Linked DNA regions of Pan troglodytes: regions 1 and 3 are each linked to region 2. Evidence: chromatin contacts called from public HiChIP or PLAC-seq data. All regions are on one chromosome and are shown on one strand. Each heading gives the region's core, a stretch centred on a gene start, on an enhancer-like site or on the middle of the called end of the contact. The rest is flanking DNA. Distances are from core to core; before and after follow the strand shown. Region 1 holds the start of AHCY (adenosylhomocysteinase). Region 2 holds the start of DYNLRB1 (dynein light chain roadblock-type 1). Region 3 holds the start of ITCH (itchy E3 ubiquitin protein ligase).

Region 1 (3,472 bases), core at 866-3,365, 220 kb after region 2:
TTTGTATTTTTAGTAGAGATGGGGTTTTACCCTGTTAGCCAGGATGGTCTCGATTTCCTGACCCCGTGATCCGCCCGCCTCGGCCTCCCAATGTGCTGGGATTACAGGCGTGAGCCACGCGCCCGGCCAGAAGAGTTTAATTCTTTTCTCATTTTTAGGTTAAAAAATGAGTAGAGGCCGGGCACGGTGGCTCACGCCAGTAATCCCAGCACTTTGGGAGGCAGAGGCTGGCGGATCACCTGAGGTCGGGAATTCGAGATTAGCCTGACCAATATGGAGAAACCCCGTCTCTACTAAAAATACAAAATTAGCCAGGCGTGGTGGCTTATGCCTGTAATCCCAGCTACTCGGGAGGCTGAGGCAAGAGAATCGCTTGAATCCGGGAGGCAGAGGTTGGAGTGAGCCAAGATCATGCCATTGCACTCCAGCCTGGGCAACAAGCGCCAAACTCTGTCTCAAAAAAAGAAAAAACAAAATTAGCCAGGTGTGGTGGTGCGTGCCTGTAATCCAAGCTACTCGGGAGGCTGAGGCAGGAGAATTGCTTGAACCCGGGAGGTGGAGGTTGCAGCGAGCCTAGATGGTGCCACTGCACTCCAGTGTGGGCGACAGAGTGAGACTCCATTAAAAAAAAAAAATTCAGGGGAAAAAAAGCAATTAAAAAAACATAACTATAAAAATAATACAAATTACAAAACAACTATTTACATAGCATTTACATTATATTAGTTATAAGTAATCTAGAGATGATTAAAGTGTACGGAGGAATGTGCATAGGTTATATGCCAATACTGCCTCATTTTATATGAGGGACTTGAGCATAGAAGGGTTTTGGAGTCCACAGAGGTCCTGAAACCAATTCCCCCTTCCCATGCCTAGGATGACTGAATTATACAGCAGCAAAAATGAATATACTCAAGCTATATGCATGAGTCTCATAAATATAATGCTCACAGAAAAAAGCAAGTTGCAGAAGGGTAAATACGGTTGATATATAAAGGTGCTAAACACAGAAAGAACTATTTAATGATATACGGATGCAGTAAAAGTATAAGAAATGTATGCAAACTTACTTAAATTCAGGGTGGTGGTTACTTGGAGTAAGGCGAATGTTTGGGATGTCAGTAGGTACCTGACAAATGGCAACTTAACTTTGTTTTGGTTTTTTTGAGATAGGGTCTTGCCCTTTCGCCCAGGCTCAAGTGCTGTGGTGGGATGATAGCTCACTGCAGCCTCGATCTCCAGGCTCAAAAGATCCTCCCTCCCGCCTCAGCGTCCCAAGTAGCTGGGACCACAAGCGCGCGCCACCACGCCCGGCTAATTTTTAATTTTTTTTTGTAGAGTTGAGGTCTCACTGTGTTGCCCAGGATGGTCTTGAACTCCTGGGCTCAAGCGATCCTCCCGCCTTGGCCTCCCAAAGTGCTGGGATTACAGGTGTGAGCCACCGCGCCTGGCCTGCAACTTTACTTATAATAATCTGTGTGGCAGATGTCATTTGGCCCATTTTATAGATGAGGAAATTGAGGCACAGGGAAGTGAACTGGCGGAATTTCAGTTCCGCTGGGTTTTGACACTGAATCAACTGGCTGAACCAGCGAGAGGACGGCCCGGCTGGCTCTCAGGCCTCTCCCGGCGCTCCCTTCCGGACCGGTGAGTGAGACTCCTGGGGCCACGCCTTGTGAAATTCTGAGGCTTCTTTTCAGGGATCGAAATCCCCTCCCGGCTCCGCCCTGCGCGTTGGGCCCCGCCCCAGCGTGTCATGAATATGCAAGTGCGAGGAAGATATTTAAAGGCGTCGGCGCCACGCGCATATCCCTGCCCGGCGCTGCCCGCCCAGTTCCTGTTCCCAGACTGAGGCCCAGCCCCCTTCGCCCGTTTCCATCACGAGTGCCGCCAGCATGTCTGACAAACTGCCCTACAAAGTCGGTGAGTCCCAGGACCTGCAGCCGGTTGCGGCCGCCCGGGGCTTGTTCGTGGCGGGGGCTGCAGGGCCGACTCGGGGCGCTCTGGACCCCCTGGAATCGCAGCCTCGGCGCGTTTCTGGCCGCGCGAAGCCACCTGGAAGTTGGAGTTCTCGCGCGGCCATGAGCGGGCCGTTCCGGGTGGCCGTGGACTACAAGTCCCAGCATGCCCCGCGACGCCGGGGCCGCCGCGCGGTCTGCGAGCCGCAAACTGGCGGCGTGCTCCGCGGGAGAGCACACCTGGCCACGGCCTGGTACGGCTGGCACCTGCCGGACCCTGCTCGGGGGGCCTGCGCCCGGCCTCCTAGGCCTGGACCGGACCCTGTCCAGCTGGGCGGCCCCGACGAGCGTCCACCCCTCTCTGGGCCTCCTACAGGGACGGCGAGGGCACCCCGGAGGGTGTATGAGGAGAGGCCTGGAAAGCGAGCCCCAGGCCGGCTCGGGTCCTCCTCTCCCCTGGGACTTTGGGCCAGTTACCCAACCTGTGGGGTCCCCCACCCCGCCAGCAGGGGCAGCCTTGCCGAAATCTCGAAGAAAATTTGGAGTGGTTTGAAAAATCCTGCTGTCCCACCGATTGAAGTGTAATACAGGGATAGTTAACGTTTACTTAGTGTTTCCTGTGGGATCGGCACTGCCTTCTAGCTTTATTCTAGTCTCATGGCTCTGTAGGGAAACTTCTCATTTTATGATGAGAATCCTGAGGCAGAGGTAACTTGCCCTCAGTCTTACAGCTGGTGGTGATGGAGCAAGATTGGAACGCAGGCCATCTAGATCTCTGAGCGCACCCTTTCACCACTGTGTGCAAGCGAATACACGCGGAACAATCCTAGTGAATTTTCAGCAAAAACCAGTTCAGTTTGGCTGGTAGCTTTTCAAGTAACTTTGACACTATTGGACTGGGTGTGGTGGCTCACCCCTGTAGTCCCAGCACTTTGAGAGGCCGAGGTGGGCGAATCACTTGAGGTCAAGAGTTTGAGACCAGCCTGGCCAACGTGGTGAAACGCTATCTCTACCAAAAATACAAAAACTAGCTGGGCGTGGTGGCGGGCGCCTTCATTCCCAGCTACTCGGGAGGCTGAGGCAGGAGGACTGTTTGAGCCGGGGAGACGGAGGTTGCAGTGAGCCAAGATTGCACCACCACACTCCAACCTGTGCAACAGAGCAAGACCCTGTCCCAAAAAAAAAACAAACAAAAAAAGACACTATTAAGTCTGGAGAATGCCATCCACATTTATGGAAACACTTGCTGTATATCTGGTGATTTACGTGTGTTTACACAATAATCTTCATAGAGGTGGACGTAATCCCGTTATATAGAGCATGAAACTGAGGCCCTTGGGAGGTGACTTGCAAAGATTCTGTTGAAGTAGTTCATCAAGTTGCTACCAGAGTAGACTGTCTCCATTGTGTGGATGCTGAAACTGAACCCAGAAAGGTTATGTGAAGGTCACATCAATAGTAGAGCTGGAATGGGGGCTTGTCATACTGTGGAGAGATTAGTGGGTCAGGATTGG
Region 2 (3,942 bases), core at 733-3,232:
AAAAAAAAAAAAAAGAATGTTTAAGGTGATGGATATTCTATAATAAATATAGCCTGATTTGATCATTACACATCATATGCATGTATCAAAATATTACATGTATATCTACAACATAAATGTGTACAACTATTATATATCAATTTTTTTTACAGCTTAAGAAGTGATGTGAAAAATGAAGTTATACATATTTGAAGCATTATTACATGTTTGTAATGATGTGGAGATATTGTGGTGTAATAATGAAAAACACAGAACCCACAATTGCACATTCAATAGGGGCTAAACTGTATAAACCAAAAACAAGCAAAAAAGACTAGAAGTCATATGACTACTGTAAGTGGTTGCCTCTAGGTGATGACACGGTTTCTTTTTTCAATTTTTTAATTACAAGCTCTAGATTTCTAAATAAGATTTTTGAAAAAGTAATATGTTCACATGGCTTAAAATTTAAAACTTTTTCAAATTTTGCCCAAGCTGTGAGGATTACAAACACAAAACCTGTAATGGCGTTGAGAACCCACAACTGCAGCAAGCAAGGTAGAAAGCAAGCTTTGGGATCCCCAAGAGCAGACCCCGCCCGTTCCTGACTCTGGCACCCAGTCCCAGCGGCTAGAAAGAACCACGCCGACAGAGTGGCGGCCGTCAAGCTTCTAGGGTTCAAATCCATCTCCACTATTTTCTGGGGCAAAGCACTTGGCTTCTCGGGGCGCTGAATAACAGATATGTATAACAAAATGGGACTAAAGATTGTATCTACCTCACAGAGCTGGGAGGAGGCGGAGGAAATACAAGATACATAAAGTGCTTGGCAGAGCCTGCCACAAACTGAGCTCCCGGGAAACGTTGGCAAGGTTGCCATCGCGCACCAAGGCCCCAAAACTCTAGGCTGCAGGGCCGCCGCCCACCCCTCGCCCATCATCTCTTCCTGGCCGAGGCTGGGCTCCTGCTTCCGGTCAAGGGGCAGCGGGATCCGGCGGCCCCGCCTCGGTCAGGCTCTAGAGGCCTCCGCCGCCGGGTTCCACCCTCAAGTCGGCTGGGGCCCGGGCCCGGCCACGCCCAGCCACCACCGATTCCCTGTCCGGAGCTCTGAGATCCCCTCATCCTCGGAAGACTGAAAGCCTGGCGTGGGGTGGTGGGCGGCCGCCAGCCACAAGACCCCGGCGCACGCTCACCATTTCCGACCGATCCGGTAGCCCCGCGTAGCGAACACTTAGCCCAGTCCTGTGCCTTTCTGCGCCTGCGCAAAGGTTTCTGTCAAAACGGACAGCTCTAGCTGCCTATCAGGAGCCAGCGTGAGGCGGGGGCGGGCGAGCCGATCTTGGCTCCGCCAGGATTCTTGGAAAATCTGCTTTCCACTGTGGCAAAGCGAAAAGCTAAGGAGCAGTGCGCTAAGCTGTGGAAAATTCCCAACTCTAGCCGTGCAGAAAAGATGCTGGTTCTGGCTGGACGCGGTGGCTTACGCCTGTAATTCCAGCACTTTGGGAGGCCGAGTCGGAAGGATTGCTTGAGCCCAAGAGTTCGAGATCAGCCTGGGCAACATGGAGAGACCCCTTCTCTACTAAAAAATAAACAAAATTAGCCGGGCGTGGTGGCGCGCTCGTGTAGTTCCAGCTACTCCAGAGGCTGAGGTAGGAGGATCGCCTGACCAGGAGTTCGAGGCTGCAGTGAGCCGAGATTGCGCCACTGCACTCCAGCCTGGGCGACAGAGCAAGAGACCCTGACTAAAACAAAACAAAACAAAAACCATGCTGGTTCTCGGTATCGGAAGAGGCTTTCAGTGCTGGTTCTCGGTATCGGAAGAGGCTTTCAGCTCTCAATGGAGGTCTAAGCTGGTTCTGGAGTCCCTGAGTGGAGCGTGGTGGGAGGGTATGAAGGCAAGTGGGACGGTTGCTGAGACCCGCTTTGCGCCCAGACTGAGGCAGAGAGAGGCCCAGGGCCAAAATGCGCTTCGGGATCGGGCAGGCCTGGGGTGGGGCTGGAGTCAGGTACCTCTGGAGTCTCCGGGTAAGATGCCGTGCAAGCTCGGAGATGAATTGGTTAGGGCTGCCCTGGGAGTCTTTAGAATCCGAGCTCAGCCCCGCCTCGCGTTACCTAGCAGAAGGCACTTCACATCTGTGTGTTCTGTCTTGTTCTCACCTCTGAAAGGGGGACTCTTCCCAGAGCCCTGTGTTGTCCTGTTCCCGCAGGCCGCAAACGTTTCTGGGTCCTCTAGGAGTAAATAACTTCTGTTAAAACATGCTGCCGTTTAGTGAACCCTGTGCCACATTACTGTGCTGAACACGCACATAACGTTATCTCCGGTAGCTTCAGGGAAGTATCGGTAACCTCGATACTTTATAAATGCTGTTTCTCCCAGGCACTGTAGCTTGCTGGATTCAACGATGATCTAACTCCAAAGTTTCATTCCACAGTAGCTGCTCTTCAGTGAGGAAGGATTTGGTTCTCCTTCCAGGAGTGTCTGCATGTTAAGAGGATTGACTTTACTGCGAAGAAACCTAGCAGACACCACCGTAACCAGATCAAAGTTAGTATTACTGGCAAGGGGAGATATTGATGCCGTGTGCCCCGATAAAAATGCGTTAAGGGCACATCACCTCCGAGTCATTTTCCACAAAAACTCCCAGCCTTAAACCATGAGAAAACTTCACTAAATCCAGTGTGAGGGATGTTCTACAAGATACCTGTACCCCGCCCCCGCCCCCCAAAATCTCAAAGTCATGAAAGCAAGGAATGAATGCGGAACTGTCACAGATTAGAGGAGTAAGGAGAAAGAAAAATAACATGGGTGGGAAAATTGGTGAAATCTGAGTAAGGGCTGTAGTTTAGTGTTATTTTTACCAGTGTTAATTTATTAGTTTTGGTAATTCTAGCATGGTTATGTGGGATCATAACATTGGAGAAAGCTGGGTGAAGACTGTGCAGGAACTCTTAACCATTTTTGCAACAGCTCTGTAAATGTAAAATTATTTCAAAATAAATTTTTAAAAGGACTGGATCCAAAGGAATTTCTATTGAATGCTGGAAACATTAGGAAAGCATTTAGCAAGGGGAAGAAGTGCTGCAGAGACTGGACCCTAAAACATCCTGGAAGATAAGCACTGGAAGAATCACCACTGTCTTGCCCATGGAAAACCAGACTGAGAGGAGTGAAAGGATTTTAACAGATTACAATCCCAGAAGCAAAAAAGAGAATGGCCAATAGTTCATGTGACAGGAGCCAAAATGAGAATGGAGGAGCTGGAATAGGACCAAGAATGTCCCGGAGTGGCAGGCTTACAAACTTTAAGAGTTTTGGCCCGGCGCAGTGGCTCACACCTGTAATCTCAGCACTTTGGGAGGCCAAGGCGGGCGGATCACGAGGTCAGGAGTTCGAGACCAGTCTGGCCAACATAGTGAAAGCCCCTCTACTAAAAATACACAAAAAATTAGCCGGGGGTGGTGGTGTGCGCCTGTAACCCCAGCTATTCGGGGAGGCTGAGGCAGGAGAATCGCGTGAACCCAGGAGGCGGCGGTTGCAGTGAGCCAAGATCGCGCCACTGCACTCCAGCCTGGGCGACAGAACAAGACTCCGTCTCAAAAAAAAGAAAAAAAAGTTTTATTCTGCGGTAATGGAGAAACCACTGTAAAATTTTAGGTAGAGGAGGCATGAGACAGGTCTTCCACAGATAATCCTGAGGTAGTACAGAAGATATACTGGAGCGAGGAGGATGGAAAAATGAAGACAGGATGCTGTTATGGTCAGCCAGATTAGGGAGGAAGCACGTGGGCTGTGGCAATGTTGTCAGCTCTGAGAGAAGGGATTTTTAAAAGTTTTGGGGCCAGGCACGGTGGCTCATGCCTGTAATCCAAACACTTGGGAGGCCAAGGCGGGCGGATCACCTGAGGTCAGGAGTTCGAGACCAGCCTGGCCAACGTGGGGAAACCCCATCTCTACTAAAAATA
Region 3 (3,580 bases), core at 200-2,699, 150 kb after region 2:
TCCTGACCTCATGATCTGCCCGCCTCGGCCTCCCAAAGTGCTGGGATTACAGGCGTGAGCCACACACAGCACTCGGCCCATTTCTTAATCTTAAAAATAAATCGTAGCTTAAATAAACCTGTAAATACACATAGCAAGCTCTCAGCAGATCTGCCATGAGAACTTCACCTCAACTGATAAACCATTCCTTAGCCGATTTTGAGAATGGAAATACACTGCCTTTACATACTTCCTGAAGATCGAATTCTATCAGGAAAAGATGCAGGAGAACCCACCTAAGTGGGTGGCTGGCTCCAGGGTCTTACTAATTTTCAAGGCAAAAATCCCACAATTCCCCATCCCCCACTCCAAACCAAGTATACTGCAGCTGTGGAAGAATGGCAGAAAATGTAATAAGATTAGGATACGAATACAACCAAGAAAACAAGGTTGCGTTGTAATTGGGGATAATGAATTCCTGGCCCTTTACAAGTTCACCTGGTTACATGTCCAACTAACTTTAGGCCCAGCGTCTACTTCGGGCGCACAAATTCTGCGATTCTCTTTTCTGTCGCGGACGGGAACTGTCTTGGAAAACTTGAGTTCTCCACTTAAAAGTCATGTCATCATGTTTCGACCCTTAGAATACGTTCAACGGCTACTTTTTTCTTTTCTCTGCTAAAGAAAAGGGCACTCTCCGGAGGAAGGGCAGTGACAGCTCCACGTCTGCAAAAGTCGGCGCCGCCACGACGGTGGCGGACGTCGGGGAGGGCGCCGGAGCCGGGACCACCACGCCGGGGGGACAATGGAAGGAGGAGGCGAGTGGGAGAGAGAAGGGGAGGCAGCCGCTGTGCTGGGCCCTTCTAGCGACTGGGGGCTCGGAAAAGTCTCGAGAAGGCCAGCTGGGTGGCGGGGGACCCGGCCGCCGCCCCTCACAGGGCCACGTCGCCCGCGCCGGCCCCGGCCGCCGGGCCCCGCGCGTAGGCCGAACCGCTGGAGAGTGGCCCCAGGCGGGGCTGAGGGGCGAGGGGCCGGACGGTTCCCACGCCCGTCGTGGCCCAGCCCTTTCACAACTTGGAGCCCGCGAGGCGAAGGCCTCCGGGAGCCTGTGCCAGACATTGATCCCTCCGAACGTCCAGACAACCCACCCCCACCGCCCGGCCCGGGCCAGTAGCCCGAGCTCCCCGCGCCCCCGACAGACACCGGCTCTGGAAGAAGGAGCAGCCGCGGCTCTGGGGTCCCGACCCGCGCGTCCCACTCCTCTACCCTAGTTCTCCCCGAACATTCTCATCCGGACTCCCTCCCTCTCCCGAGAACTGCCCCGAGTTCGCCCACGGGTGTTTACCGGGACTCGGGGCGGCGGCGACTCCTCAGTCCCTAGACTAAGATGGCAGCCGGTCCCGAGCCCCGACCACAGCTACTAGAGCGAGTTAGCAGCTAAAGCGCAGGCGCCTGAGCGCGGAAGTGGCCTAGACTACAAGCCCCAGCAGGCCTTGCGCGCCAGCCGTCCGGCCCGCCCCTGGCTTGAAGAGCTGGCTGCGGTGGTAAATCAGTTAAATCCCAGTTTTCCTCAGCTCCAGATGAGATGGGCGCGAGCGGCTCCCAGCACCTCCAGGCTTTTTTTTTTTTTTTTTAACACCCCGCCCACCAGAGCCTATAAGGACTGTGATTCTCAAACTATGGTGTGCATCAGAATCACCTAGAGAGCTTATTAAAACTTACACTGCTGACCCCCACCCCCAGAGTTTCTGATCAGAAGATCTGGCATAGGAGGATAGGGTCTGATAATTTGCATGTCCAACAAGCTCTCTAGTGATACTGCTAGCGAGTGAAATCATAATTTGAGAACCAATGGGCTATATAGGTTAGTTTATAACTTAGTTGTTCTTTTTTCTTTTTCTTTTTTTTTCTTCTTTTTGAGATAAGGTCTCACCCTTCACCCAGGCTGGAGTGCAGTGGTGCAGTCATAGCTCACTACAGCCTCACACTCCTGGGCTCAAGCGAGCCTCCCACCTGGGCCTCCTGAGTAGCTGGGACAGCAGGTGAGCACCACCACACCCGACTAATTTTGTTCTATTCTTTGTAGAGATGGGGATGGGGTGGGGTGCGGATGGGATGGGGCGGGGATAGGGCCACGGTGTCGCCATGTTGCCCAGGCTGGTCTCCAACTCCTGGGCTCAAGCGATACTCCCTCCTCGGGCCTCCCAATCGCTGAGATTACAGATGTGAGCCACTGCACCTGGCCTGGCTTAGCCTTTAACAATGTACATTGAAGGCCGTGGTTAAAAAGAAAATAAAAGAAAAAAAATGTACACTTGAGAGTTACACTGACCGGATTCAAATCCTCCCTTTTCTACCTTTTAACTGGGTGCCCTTAGGGATGATGACAACAGCTTAGTGGAGCCAACGTGGCCTGGCCGGTATTCTAAGAGCTGATACCAAGCTCCCTTTATTCTCACAACAAACCTATTACAGAAATACCATTATTATCCCCATTTTACAAATATATAAACTAAGTCACATACTTGATAAGAACCCAGGCAGTCTGGTGTGAAAGTCCGTTGTCTTAACCTTCTTCATGGATTGCTTGTGAGAAATAATAGGCTATGCAAGCAGAGACTCAGAGGTATGACTAAGTGCTCAATACTTAGTGACCTTTGCTATTACTGTTTAGCCTGTTTCCTCCTAATGAAAATAGTATTTTGCCATCTGGAAAGTCACTTACATTTTTCAAAGTGACTTTTTTTTTTTTTTTTTTTGAGACAGAGTCTTGCTCTGTCACCCAACCTGGAGTGCAGCGGTGCAATCATAGCTCACTGCAGCCAACCTCCTGGGCTCAAGTGATCCTCTCACCTCAGCTTCCTGAGTAGCTGGGACTCCAGGCTCAAGCCACCACACTAGCCTAATTGTTTTTATTTTTGTAGAGACGTGGACTCCCTGTGTTGCCCAGGCTGTTCTCAGACTCCTAGGCTTGGCTAGGGTCAGTGGCTTACACCTGTAATCCCAGGAGTTAGGGAGGCCAAGGCAGGCAAATCACTTGAGGTCAGGAGTTTGAGACCAGTCTGGCCAACATGGTGAAACCCCGTCTCTTTTTTTTTTTTTTTTTTTTTTTTTTTGAGACAGAGTATTGCTCTGTCGCCCAGGCTGGAGTGCAGTGGCGCAATCTTGGCTCACTGCAACCTCCGCTCGCCTCCTGGGTTCAAGTGATTCTTCTGTCTCAGCCTCCCAAGTAGCTGGGACTACAAGCGCATGCCATCACGCCTGGCTAATTTTTGTATTTTTAGTAGAGTTGGGTGAGCCACCACGCCTAGCCTTGTGAAACCCCTTCCCTACTAAAAACACAAAAATTAGCCAGGTGTGGTGGCGGGTGCCTGTAATCCCAGCTACTTGGGAGGCTGAAGCACGATAATTGATTGACCCAGGAAGGGGAGGTTGCAGTGACCCAAGATCACGCCATTGCACTCCAGCCTGGGCGACTCAGCGAGACTCTGTCTCAAAAAACAAACAACAAAAGAAACATCCAGGCTGGGCGCAGTAGCTCACTCCTATAATCCCAGCACTTCGGGAGGCTGAGGCGGGTGGATCACCTGAGGTCAGGAGT

What was found. HiChIP or PLAC-seq counts read pairs in DNA pulled down with a chosen protein or histone mark.
Region 1: an H3K4me3 HiChIP or PLAC-seq map of stem cell-derived excitatory neurons shows a contact between it and region 2, with 5 times the contacts expected there. The contact joins the promoter of AHCY here to the promoter of DYNLRB1 in region 2. A contact is called at or near these places in 4 of 7 Hi-C or Micro-C datasets (blood, induced pluripotent stem cells and stem cell-derived neural progenitor cells), 1 of 1 datasets of contacts at active chromatin or transcription factors (stem cell-derived excitatory neurons) and 1 of 1 other capture datasets (stem cell-derived neural stem cells).
Region 3: an H3K4me3 HiChIP or PLAC-seq map of stem cell-derived excitatory neurons shows a contact between it and region 2, with 2.6 times the contacts expected there. The contact joins the promoter of ITCH here to the promoter of DYNLRB1 in region 2. A contact is called at or near these places in 1 of 7 Hi-C or Micro-C datasets (stem cell-derived neural progenitor cells) and 1 of 1 datasets of contacts at active chromatin or transcription factors (stem cell-derived excitatory neurons).

What each region holds. Positions count from the first base shown.
Region 1 is chr21:40,533,235-40,536,706 of NHGRI_mPanTro3-v2.0_pri, reverse strand. AHCY (adenosylhomocysteinase) reads left to right here and starts at 2,115. Exons shown (of 10, transcript NM_001280434.1): 1 at 2,115-2,212. The coding sequence starts at 2,125.
Region 2 is chr21:40,753,993-40,757,934 of NHGRI_mPanTro3-v2.0_pri, reverse strand. DYNLRB1 (dynein light chain roadblock-type 1) reads right to left here and starts at 1,982. Exons shown (of 4, transcript XM_514596.6): 1 at 1,173-1,982. The coding sequence starts at 1,175.
Region 3 is chr21:40,599,049-40,602,628 of NHGRI_mPanTro3-v2.0_pri, reverse strand. ITCH (itchy E3 ubiquitin protein ligase) reads right to left here and starts at 1,449. Exons shown (of 25, transcript XM_003954427.6): 1 at 1,325-1,449.